Regions from separate parts of the Bombyx mori genome. Here all the other regions are linked to region 2. A link is a contact called in public Hi-C data. All regions are on one chromosome and are shown on one strand. Each heading gives the region's core, a stretch centred on a gene start, on an enhancer-like site or on the middle of the called end of the contact. The rest is flanking DNA. Distances are from core to core; before and after follow the strand shown.

Region 1 (3,672 bases), core at 388-2,887, 110 kb before region 2:
TCATTAACTGTCCATTCTGTAATCAACTAATCAAAAGGACAGCCTTAACGCAACATATTAAGTACGGACACAATAACATCAAGCCACGGTGCAATATATGCTTGAAGACATTTGCAAATCCGAATAATTTGAAACGTCACATGATGATACACAGCGACATCAGGGAGTTTGAGTGCGACATCTGCTTTAAAAAGTTTCGCCAAAAAATCACAATGCAAACACATAGATTGACACATGTCCATCCGTTTACATGCTCGAACTGTGACAAAACTTTTCCCACAAGAGATGCTCTAAATAATCACAATGATTCCGGAGAGTGCTCCAAATCAAAAGTCATTAAAGTCAAAGCAGAGCTAATGAAAACCGTTAAACAAGAAGTTACAACTAACCTAGGGAAGTTACTAGGGTATGCCTGTTCGCTATGCAAGAAAATGTTTTCAGTAGAGTCAGCATTGGAACAGCATGTAGAGAGTACCCACATAATTAATCCGACTGAACTACTTTGTTCAGAGTGCGGGGAGGTGCTACCCTCAAAAAAAGATATGCAGATGCATTCCTTGACCCATAAAAACTCAAAATCGAAGAGCATGAAACGCTTTGAGTGCAGCATATGCGGTAAAGGATGCGCTAGCCAAGCAATGTTGCAAATGCATGAACGCGTCCATACAAATGAGAGGCCCTTCCCGTGTCAGCTGTGTTCTTTGAGATTTAAAACCAAAACTCATTTGAGAACACATCAGCTGACACACACGAGAGAGAAAAAATTTGGTTGCTCCATTTGTATGAAATTCTTTGCACTTAAAGGTAATTTAGTTGTTCACTTGAGAACGCACACCGGTGAACGCCCATATGTCTGTTCATTATGCGGGGAAGCATTCATAGATTCTAAATATTTGAAAAAGCATAAATTGAAAAAGCACACCATAGAAAACGTATCACTGAATCAATATGAAAACAATCAATATGCTATTAAATTTGTTTAAACTACATATCTAAGTTAAAATTTAAGTCTTAAGTTTTAGGAATCATAGTGTCTTGCTTGGGTTATTTTTCTTTTGTTTTTTTTTTCTTTAGTTATGAGTGATGTCATTAATAAGAATGTTAAAAACATGAATTAAGCGTTGTTTTTTTTATTCTCTTTAATAAAGGAACACTAGGATATAATAAATCTGTTTCATTTTCGTGGTATAATTCAAAACAAAATTTTAAAAGAATTATTCACTTTTAAAATTTCTAAACCACAAATGACAAATGCTTCGTTATACAAATTATAATTAAACGGCAAATACGGGTTATGTAGCCTCGGCCTTAGGGTGCCGTTAACACTTCTTTAAAGACCACAAAGAAAGTTGTTGTCGTGTGACCGTGTCTAGTAAAGGCTTGCTATTTGGGTCGTAATTGCTGCTACAAATACTAAAAAATAGTATACCTAATCAGTCAAATTAACTCGTTAAAAGTCAGATTATACAAATGTTTGCCAAAGATAATTTACTTAATTAGTGTGCTCACGGCTATGCCAATAAATTAATAATAGTTAAAAATATTCGTTCACAATTTTCTGTGATAAAAAACTTCTAAGACTATAGCCGCCATCTAGTGTTAAAGCGTAAAACTATTTTGGCTTGTTTGTGCAGACTAACTCGTCAAGTTGTTGAGTGGCTGCTGAAATGAATGATATCGCCTTTTAAGACCGGTTAGGTAAACATACATCAAAGTCTCAATCGTATTGGAATAAAGTACCATTCCCTTTCAAACCGGCCATAAAGTCTATAATTCAAAGATAGAGCGATATAAAAGGGGCGTGCTACGCCCACCAGACCGTCCAATAAACATGGGTGAAATTTTGTGAAGTACGTATATTAATCAAAAGATGGCGTGGTAACAGAAATTATATTGATAAAAACTTCTAGTACTTATGATTGCCTAGTACTTTAACCGTTTGTGGGCTAATTTGTGATGGGACACTTTTCTCGAACGTTCGTTTTCTCGACAAAGTGGAGGATGATGATCAATCAATGTTTTTATCGATTTGTCATTTTATTAATATAATTAATTGTACCTAATACGTAATATGTTTTTTCTAATAATATGTATACATACGTATGTACTATATGTAATGTAATGTAATGTTACAAAAAATTTCAAGTATTCCAACAAATTGGCCATTTAAGAAAGGTTAATTTTTCTGTTTGTTTGTAAACTCCTCTTGTCCTCAATATTGTTTTTTAAAATGTCAGATATCAAAAAGAGAATGTGCCTTGCAATTATTATTACAACTAGCGACCCGCCCTCGCTTCGCTTCGGAAACATTAAAACACACATGAAACCAAAAAAAAATTATAAAAAAAAAATTTAAAAAAAGTAGCCTATGTTCATCAGGGACAATGTCGGCTTCTAATGGAAAAATAATTTTTCAAATCGGTCCAGTAGTTTCGGAGCCTATTCGAAACAAACAAACAAACAAATCTTTCCTCTTTATAATATTAGTATAGACAACTTGATAAGACACAGAGAATATTAATAAATATGAATAAACTTAAGAAATATATTTACATAATAAACACACCTAATATTTAAGAACTACTACTACTATTACATCACTATTTCTGTAGTATTGGTACCGTTTTTGAGTTTATTTAGAAACGGAAATAAAAATCTCGTAACATGTTTCTTTCCGTTTCTAAATAAACTCAAAAACCGACGACATCGCTACGGCGGAATTGTGGAGTTCGCGTTTTTTTAAATTCTATAAATGACGTCAATGTAAGTTACGAAAAACTGACAAGCCAATGTACTGGGAACACATAAACGTTAAAAGATATAAAAACCAAATACCTAACAACGACGTGGTTTTAATTCTTGATAAATATGCAAGCCTAGTATATTGTGACTCTAACTAATCGAGAAAGGTCGACGCCGCTGCCGAGCAATCCGCGATGATGAAGAGAAAATTTTTGTTGGAGGTATTGAAAAATATTTCTCTTAAACAAAGAACAAACTATTATTGTTTTTAGGAAAATTCTTATAAATTTTTAATAATATGAGAACTTAGTATTTTTTGTAAGCAAATTGTCCGTAACAAATTAGCAATAAATTGTTCCAAAGTAGAATTTTTTTTGACTAAGTAGGTTAGCCAACATTGACAACCCTTCTCTGTAATTGCACATTAAAATTTACAAATAAAATGTTATTTGGCAAAAATAATTATTTCGACACGTTCATTAAAATTCCCTACAATTACTTGACGACTGAAAACATTTATGTAACGAAAATATTTCTTTGGTCGTCAGCCCATTGTCTCAAAAATACTGCATGACATCTATTGTACATTAGTGATACTAGAGTGATACAAATGTAATCAAATGTTCCTGAAGCGTAAGCTGTTCAAATTAACTACAAAACTCGCATCTCAAATCTACACAATTTGTCGATGCTGTCGAACGCAACGAAAATTTTAATGTTACATTTGCCTCACTCGCTAACAATTAAAAAAGCCTGGATTCGTAACGACGATAATAATAAAAAGTTTGAGATGACGTAAAATAAAAGTTTCACTTTAAAAACTAGCGCGAGATAACACAGTAAGGTAATTAATTATTATAAAATACTGCTGAAGTTAATAAATGAAAATATAAATTTGAAGCCTGTTGATAAGATTCTTCTCTTGCTTAT
Region 2 (3,403 bases), core at 53-2,552:
CGAAGCACGGTTCGTATTAGCAACATCGTCAAGTTTGAGCCCCGTGAGCTCACCTACTAGCCCGGTGACGCTAATATGGTCTCTCTAAACCAGCGGTCGGGGAACCGGGGTAATTACCCCAAATGGGGTAAGATGAAAATTTGGAAGGTAAAAATGAAACTTTTGTGAGTAGAAAGTATATATATATTGAAGTGAAACTTCTTTCTTTCTTTTCAAAATTATCATGGGAGCTATAATATGAAAGATGCTAAAAAGAAGCGATTTCGTTTTTTTTTTGTTCTTCGCCATGGGGTAATATCAACTTACACAAAAATATTTTAGGGTAATAATTAAAAAAGTTCCCCTACCGCTGCTCTAGACCATCAGCTTAGGTAGGAAAAAAAATCATATTTGACGTAAACTTTATTGATTTCTATTGTAATCGATACGTACCTTTGTAATTGAATTCGTAACAATTTAGTACAACAATAGCTCATTTTATAGAAGAAACGAAAAAATGTAGTGGTAATTAGAATGAATGTAATGCGATAAATAAACCATTAGAGATAGCGGGTCGCATCGAAATGATCTGTAACGCGATTTGTTTTCATAAATCACCCAGGTCACGATTGGACCGCGGGTCGTAATTATCCCATCCCGGGCCGCACGTAATTATCCCGGTCTGGAGCTCGCCCGTAATTACGCGGGCGCCCGGACAAGCCCCGCGACCGGGGTCTCGGCAACGGGCTGATATAATAGTGGCGTCCATTGCTAAGTGCCCATTTAAAGCCGTCTGTATTTGTAAGCATACCGATTCGAAATATTGTAAAACTTATGTTAAACAAAAATATACCTTATGTATAATTGAAATTGGACAAATATTAGAATGTTGTGGTTTTTTGTATTTTGTATGTTAGTATTGCAGTCGGTGTAGAATAATGAGATTTTTTTCGCATATTCTAAGTCTAATTTAATTCTAATCTGCATTGGAATACTACAAGTTTTAGTTGAAGTAATTTTTGAGATGCTTTCGCAGTGCCATCTAGTGTTCCGTTAATGTAGCTTTTGATTTACTCCTGAACTATGTGATCATAGATGGCGTGCTCCACTGTTTTTACGTTTGTAGGAAAGCCAAGTTAGGTTTGATAACTTTACAAAACTCTCTTTTACACACAAGGTAACTAGCTAGCTAGTAATATAAGCGAATTATCATTTAATTATCAAATGTTTTGTTGCAGAATGCGCCGAACCAAGAACCCGTGTACCGAAAAGTAGCCATCGTTGAAAATTTCTTCGACATCATCTACACAGTCCACGTAGAACTTGAAGGAAGACCTGGAAAACATGCAGGACAAAAACGAACATATAGAACGGTAGATATATATATTTTCAAAATATTCGTTTACAAAAAAATTGTTTTCGGGGAAAATTATTTAATTTATATACATCTTAATTAATACAGTCACAATAAGAAATGTATAGTGTAATGTACTAATACAGTATTTTAAATACAAAAAAAACATTTGGCCTCAAAGGTTCAAGTAGAAAGGTAGACTTTGATCCTAAATTAATATTTTTCATGATTAATTAACATAAAAAGCGCCATCTGTTTTTGTCAAGTATAAACACAAGATGTTGCGGAGCTAGAATGTCAGTTGTTACTACAAGCCTCACATAGATGGCGCTATACAGAAAATAACGCATAATGGTTGATAGATGTCGCTAACGCGGAGTGGAACTCATGTATCGAGACATTTTGTTTGATTTTATATTACTTTTAGATTACAGGCGTTTGAGCTTAGCCCCGGCTGATGGTAAAAGGGAACCATAAATAATATACATACTTATCAAAAAAATGTGTGCGTGTACTAGTGTACACACGTAAGAAGTGAAACTTGTTTATGGCCTTATTTTTCGAAAAATGATCTACATTCAAACTTTCTAGAAATTGGTTAAATAAAGTTAAATTAGATAAAGTTTAAACAAAAGGATTTTATTATCATAGACATGAATACAAAAAAGTTAAATTACATAAAGTTTAAACAAAAGGATTTTATTATCATAGACATGAATACAAAACAGATGGCGCGTAACGGAAAAAAGTGACGCGTAACCGAAAAATGTGACGGTAAATTTTTTTCCAACGCCGATAAGGAAGTTTCACTTCAATAATATTAGTGTCAGCTCGAGTGCCCTTCGAGAGACCATTGTTTTATTTTTGCTAAAATTTTAAGTTTGGATTTAGCGAAGTACCTAATAGTGGTGGACAAATATATTAAATACAATTTAAAAAGTTTCGATTCGTAAAACCTAATGTCATTAATATAGCACAGGAAAGTTAATATTATTCGTTATATTGAACAACGTTTTTCAAATATAATTTAAAAGAAAAGAAGAAGATAATGGAGACTGAAACGATTACATACATTTTTGGGCCCGAATGTAACGTGATGAAACTAATATGAATTAATAGATTCAGATTTATCAGTACTTTGCTGAAAATTATAAAAGTTTTCTCAATCTGAGAGCCGAGTTAATAAAGATTTAGTAAAAGTTAGGTTATGTTACAATCTCTTTAAAAGAGCTGAATAATAACTTATTTAAGCTTATGTAAATGTTTATTATATCCATTGGATAATCATTTAAATGTCATATTATGAATGAATATCAATGATATACATATATCAGGTATGGAATATGGAATTGCTATTCCACAATTCACACAGCGATCCATAATTTCAACAATATCCAATGCAACAATTTCAAGTCAAACGTGTGAGCAATCTTCGGTGTCCAGTGTAGAAGCAATTGTCGTACAAGGCTGGCAGAGTTGGAATCCGTAATAATAAAGCAGTGATCGTTGAAAATATAAAAACAGCCCGATAGATACACACTCTAAATGCGTCGAAGATACAAAACGAGTAGAGCAGAAAAAACCAACAAGCGCCAAAAAACAATTGTATAATCTATGAACAAACGTCCTGACTGTCAAAGCTGTCATCAAAAATACAATCGATTTTAATCGATTTGAAATCGATAATCATATTACTTTGTTAAATAATAATAGACTTTTTCTTCATTTATGTGTATAATCGCAATTAAATCCGGCGTATACCGCATTTGTATACAACAAGTATAAATTGCTCATTTAATTACTTTGCATTAATTACCTAGTGCAATGTTTTTCTTTTTATAATCCTGTAATCGATTAATTAAATCGATCACACCGTTATACCGACAAAAACTAACTTTCTCATTTTTCTCCGGTCCCAGAAAGAGGATTGAGGTGATTTTTTATATTCTTATATAAAAAAATATGACAAATTTTTTAGACTACATTCCAAGTTATTACATTTTTGGCCCACGATTTTCCGTCTCCTTTGCGTTTTTCATGTTTTTTCTCATACTAGATGTCCCCTGCTGG
Region 3 (3,536 bases), core at 63-2,562, 88 kb before region 2:
GGGTTTTCAATGCAACAAAAAATCGAATGAGAAAGTGATGCTTGACTGGTTTGTCTTTACTTATTTATCTAAATGTTAATGCAGCACATAGACATCACAGCATGAACAACATAAGGTGGCAGACACATTTTACGTCGTGTAAATAAATCTGTTGCCCATCCTTCAAACCCCAAAACAAAACTACTTATTCGCAAAAATAGGCAAGATAGAGAAGTAAGAGTTCAGTTTTTTATATAGTATTTATCAATTTTTATTAGTCACACAGTTTTTTTACTGCACTAATTTGAATTTAATGTAGGTCCTGTATATTGGATAAAACACCACTGTTTTTTTTGTTTAGATGGGTGGACGAGCTCACAGCCCACCTGGTGTTAAATGGTTACTGGAGCCCATAGACATCTACAACGTAAATGCGCCACCCACTTTGAGATATAAGTTCTAAGGTCTTAGTATAGTTACAACGGCTGCCCCAAACTTCAAACCGTAACGCATTCCTGCTTCACGGCAGAAATAGGCGGGGTGGTGGGAGGTCCTACCACCAGTAACGACTTTTCATCACGACTTTATAACTTTATTGGTTATGTGAGAATAAAATTGAATATTGGAGATTTATTAAAAAAACATTGCATTACAAGTTCTGTGATACTATTAGTAAAGTGGTAGTTCTAATATTTTTCAGTAGCTATGTTATAAAACACTCTGTGGTGCTAGACTCATGGACAATTAGCGCGGGACCGTCCCGCACGTGCCGCGTCGCCGGCCCGCACACGAACTGGGTTGCCGGTACAATAAGTTTCAAATTCCGACTAGTTCAGAGCTTTGTGACGGCCAACTGCACAACATGCAGTTGCTTCTCAAAATATATTTTATTTGGATTTGTTTGTGATGTATACGTTTTAAAAAGGCTGATAAGATACTGATACGGTTGAAATAGTTCTAGCGTACATCAGCAGTTAACGCACTTTTTAATAAAATCAATTTATTTATTATAAAAAAAGAAGACAATATTCCTAACCTAAAAGTACATGTTATTATCCGCAACATGCTTCGTCAGACTTTTTAATTAACAGTACTCAATTTCAAATGAGTAATTAACGTTGCTCAGTTGTAGTTCATCGAATGTCTTTTTAAAAATAGCTTATGCTAAAAAAAATGTTTAATTGAAAACATTTTAAAAATTGTAAGAAATTTTCTTAAAAACTAAAAAGTTAAAAGTATTTTTAATTTTTTTTGTTCTAACTTGTTACTTGGGATAATGGTCAAAAGATTCAATTCAAAACTGGGAAATTAAACTGGTAACACCTTCGCATCAGTGCACCGCGCGCGCGACTAGCGGGCGGTCGTGTATGAGAGGAACAGCGTTTCGCTCTGTTTTCCCGCGACGCGAACTACGTACGACAATAAGATTAGTGACTTTAAACCCAAATTCAGTTAGAAATATACTTTTTAATATTATAGTGTTGAGCAACAACTTTATAATACACTTTAGGTATGTTTACTTAATTTAAAAAGCAGTATTTTACTTATAACTACACGCAGATACTTTGGTACTTTTGTCTTAAATTCTATGATTTCCCTCAAGTTTACAACTAGATTTTATAATTCCGTTTTCTAGTATTTGCTGATTTTTAATAGGCCTGTCTTTGGGTAGGGCACTAATTTTTCGTAGCTCAAGGTAATTTGATTAGTCGAGGGAGAAGTCTAAACTTGATTAATCCGACACTTGGCGCGCACTAATAATAATCCTGTACTCGAAATAAAGTTTATTGTAACATGCACCGGTGCTGAATTATTATTTGTGAAACTAATTATTTATTAGTTTATTTATAGGTTATATAAATAACAATCGAAACGAATAGTACTTGTTTCAATTTAAGTTTAAAAAAAAAGGCTATAACCACCTTTTTTGTAAGAACTGTTTAAAAATAATAAAAATTCGTTTACAACAAATTTAAAATAAATGATTTTGGTATAGAAACCTTTTTTGCTTACCTAATCGCACTAGCTTCGAGGGGCTATTCTGGCTTCGCAGTGGGTGGCGGACGAGATTAAAAAGCTAAGAGCAATGCTTCGTTGAATATACTACCAGAAAGCAATCACGACCCACTGAAAATATCATTCGAGAAACTCACTGTGTTACTAAACACCTATTCACTAGCCAGTACGTTTCATTCGATCTCCCTCATTAAATTCGCTAAATGTAATATGAGTGAGGTTTTAGGTACATGGTAAGGCGTTTAAAACGTTACGTAAATTGACGAAGGCAATTCGGACGGTCGTCACACAGTACCGGCCGCTTCGGATCCCAGTGTTAATATCCACACCGGACCGTGGTGACAAATGAAGAGCACGCGATGAGGGGACCTGAACCGAGAATGGGGTCCGACAAACACGGGCTGATAGATACGAGTCTGACCTCCGACTTGTGTTTCTATAGCTCTCCTAAAGAAAGAAAGAAATCATTTATTCGCTAAGCATAGTGAAAATGAGTTATTACATAAGTTAAAAGCAGCGTGTATGTTTTGTCATTATTCAAATAATGCGAATTTTAGTGCAGTGCAAGATATTATGATTTTTTTTTTTTTATTGCTTAGATGCGTGGACGAGCTCACAGCCCACCTGATATTAAGTGGTTACTGGAGCCCATAGACATCTACAACGTAAATGCGCCACCCACCTTGAGATGTAAGTTCTAAGGTCTCAGTATAGTTAAAACGGCTGCCCCACCCTTCAAACCGAAACGCATTACTGCTTCACGGCAGAAATAGGCGGGGCGGTGGTACCTACCCGTGCGGACTCACAAGAGGTCCTACCACCAGTAAAAAATATATTATATAAGATATTATATAATTTACCTTTCATTCATCCATAATTCAACAAATAATAATAAAAAAGCATTTATTTTGAATGTCGTCCCTAAAAAAATCATTTATGTGATAATAATTTTCACTAATAAGATTATCTTTTAGTTTTTTCTGACCTCTATTGTATACCTGCTTTAAAATTATTAAGGCATCTCATATATACAACGCGATTTCATTAACGCAAATACTATATAAGAAAAACGCAAACTAGCTGTCTTTAGAACTACTCTGTTCTAGTGCTTTCTTTGAAATTTTCAATCAAAATACGCCTTCATTACACGTAGGAAAATTAAAAAAACTTTTTGTTGAAATTGGGGTTTTAAGTATTACGCTATAAGAAAACTCATTTTAAGGAGTAATAATATCAATGATTTGTTTACGATATTGCACATTTAATAGTATCGAGTTTTAAAAACTCCTATCTGAGAATGGGCTGCGACGAAGGGTTCTTGTTCTTCCATAGACACAGCCCACTGAGTTTCTCGCCGGATCTTCTCAGAGGGTCGCGTTTCTCTCTTGCTAAGGCCAGTGTTAGCAACACTCTCAGTTTGAGCCCCGTGAGCTCACCTACACGTCAAGGCGAAATAGCAAAATAGCCTCTCAATAAAATCAGCATAGGTAGGAAAAAAAAATGTGACATTATGTAGCGGGACATGTTGCAGCTATGTGCTT

What was found. A called contact is a pair of places that touch in the nucleus more often than the background predicts.
Region 1: a Hi-C map of posterior silk gland shows a contact between it and region 2, with 2.4 times the contacts expected there. The contact joins two enhancer-like sites. A contact is called at or near these places in 2 of 7 Hi-C or Micro-C datasets (middle silk gland and posterior silk gland).
Region 3: a Hi-C map of whole pupa shows a contact between it and region 2, with 3 times the contacts expected there. The contact joins the promoter of LOC101736030 here to the enhancer-like site in region 2. A contact is called at or near these places in 2 of 7 Hi-C or Micro-C datasets (middle silk gland and whole pupa).

Annotation. Positions count from the first base shown.
Region 1 is chr20:3,560,621-3,564,292 of ASM3026992v2, reverse strand. It overlaps LOC101736303 (zinc finger protein 33A), which reads left to right. Exons shown (of 3, transcript XM_021351528.3): 3 at 1-1,168. The coding sequence ends at 983. Among protein-coding and RNA genes, the nearest start is that of LOC101736303, 5.0 kb to the left of the region's middle. Within about 2 kb of position 1,637, at least 8 of the 8 cell types and tissues checked have open chromatin away from gene starts, as enhancers often do.
Region 2 is chr20:3,455,525-3,458,927 of ASM3026992v2, reverse strand. It overlaps LOC101736030 (nucleolar protein 4), which reads left to right. Exons shown (of 15, transcript XM_021351517.2): 3 at 1,218-1,352. Among protein-coding and RNA genes, the nearest start is that of LOC101736167, 47 kb to the left of the region's middle. Within about 2 kb of position 1,302, at least 8 of the 8 cell types and tissues checked have open chromatin away from gene starts, as enhancers often do.
Region 3 is chr20:3,543,573-3,547,108 of ASM3026992v2, reverse strand. It overlaps LOC101736030 (nucleolar protein 4), which reads left to right and starts at 1,312. Exons shown (of 15, transcript XM_021351517.2): 1 at 1,312-1,489.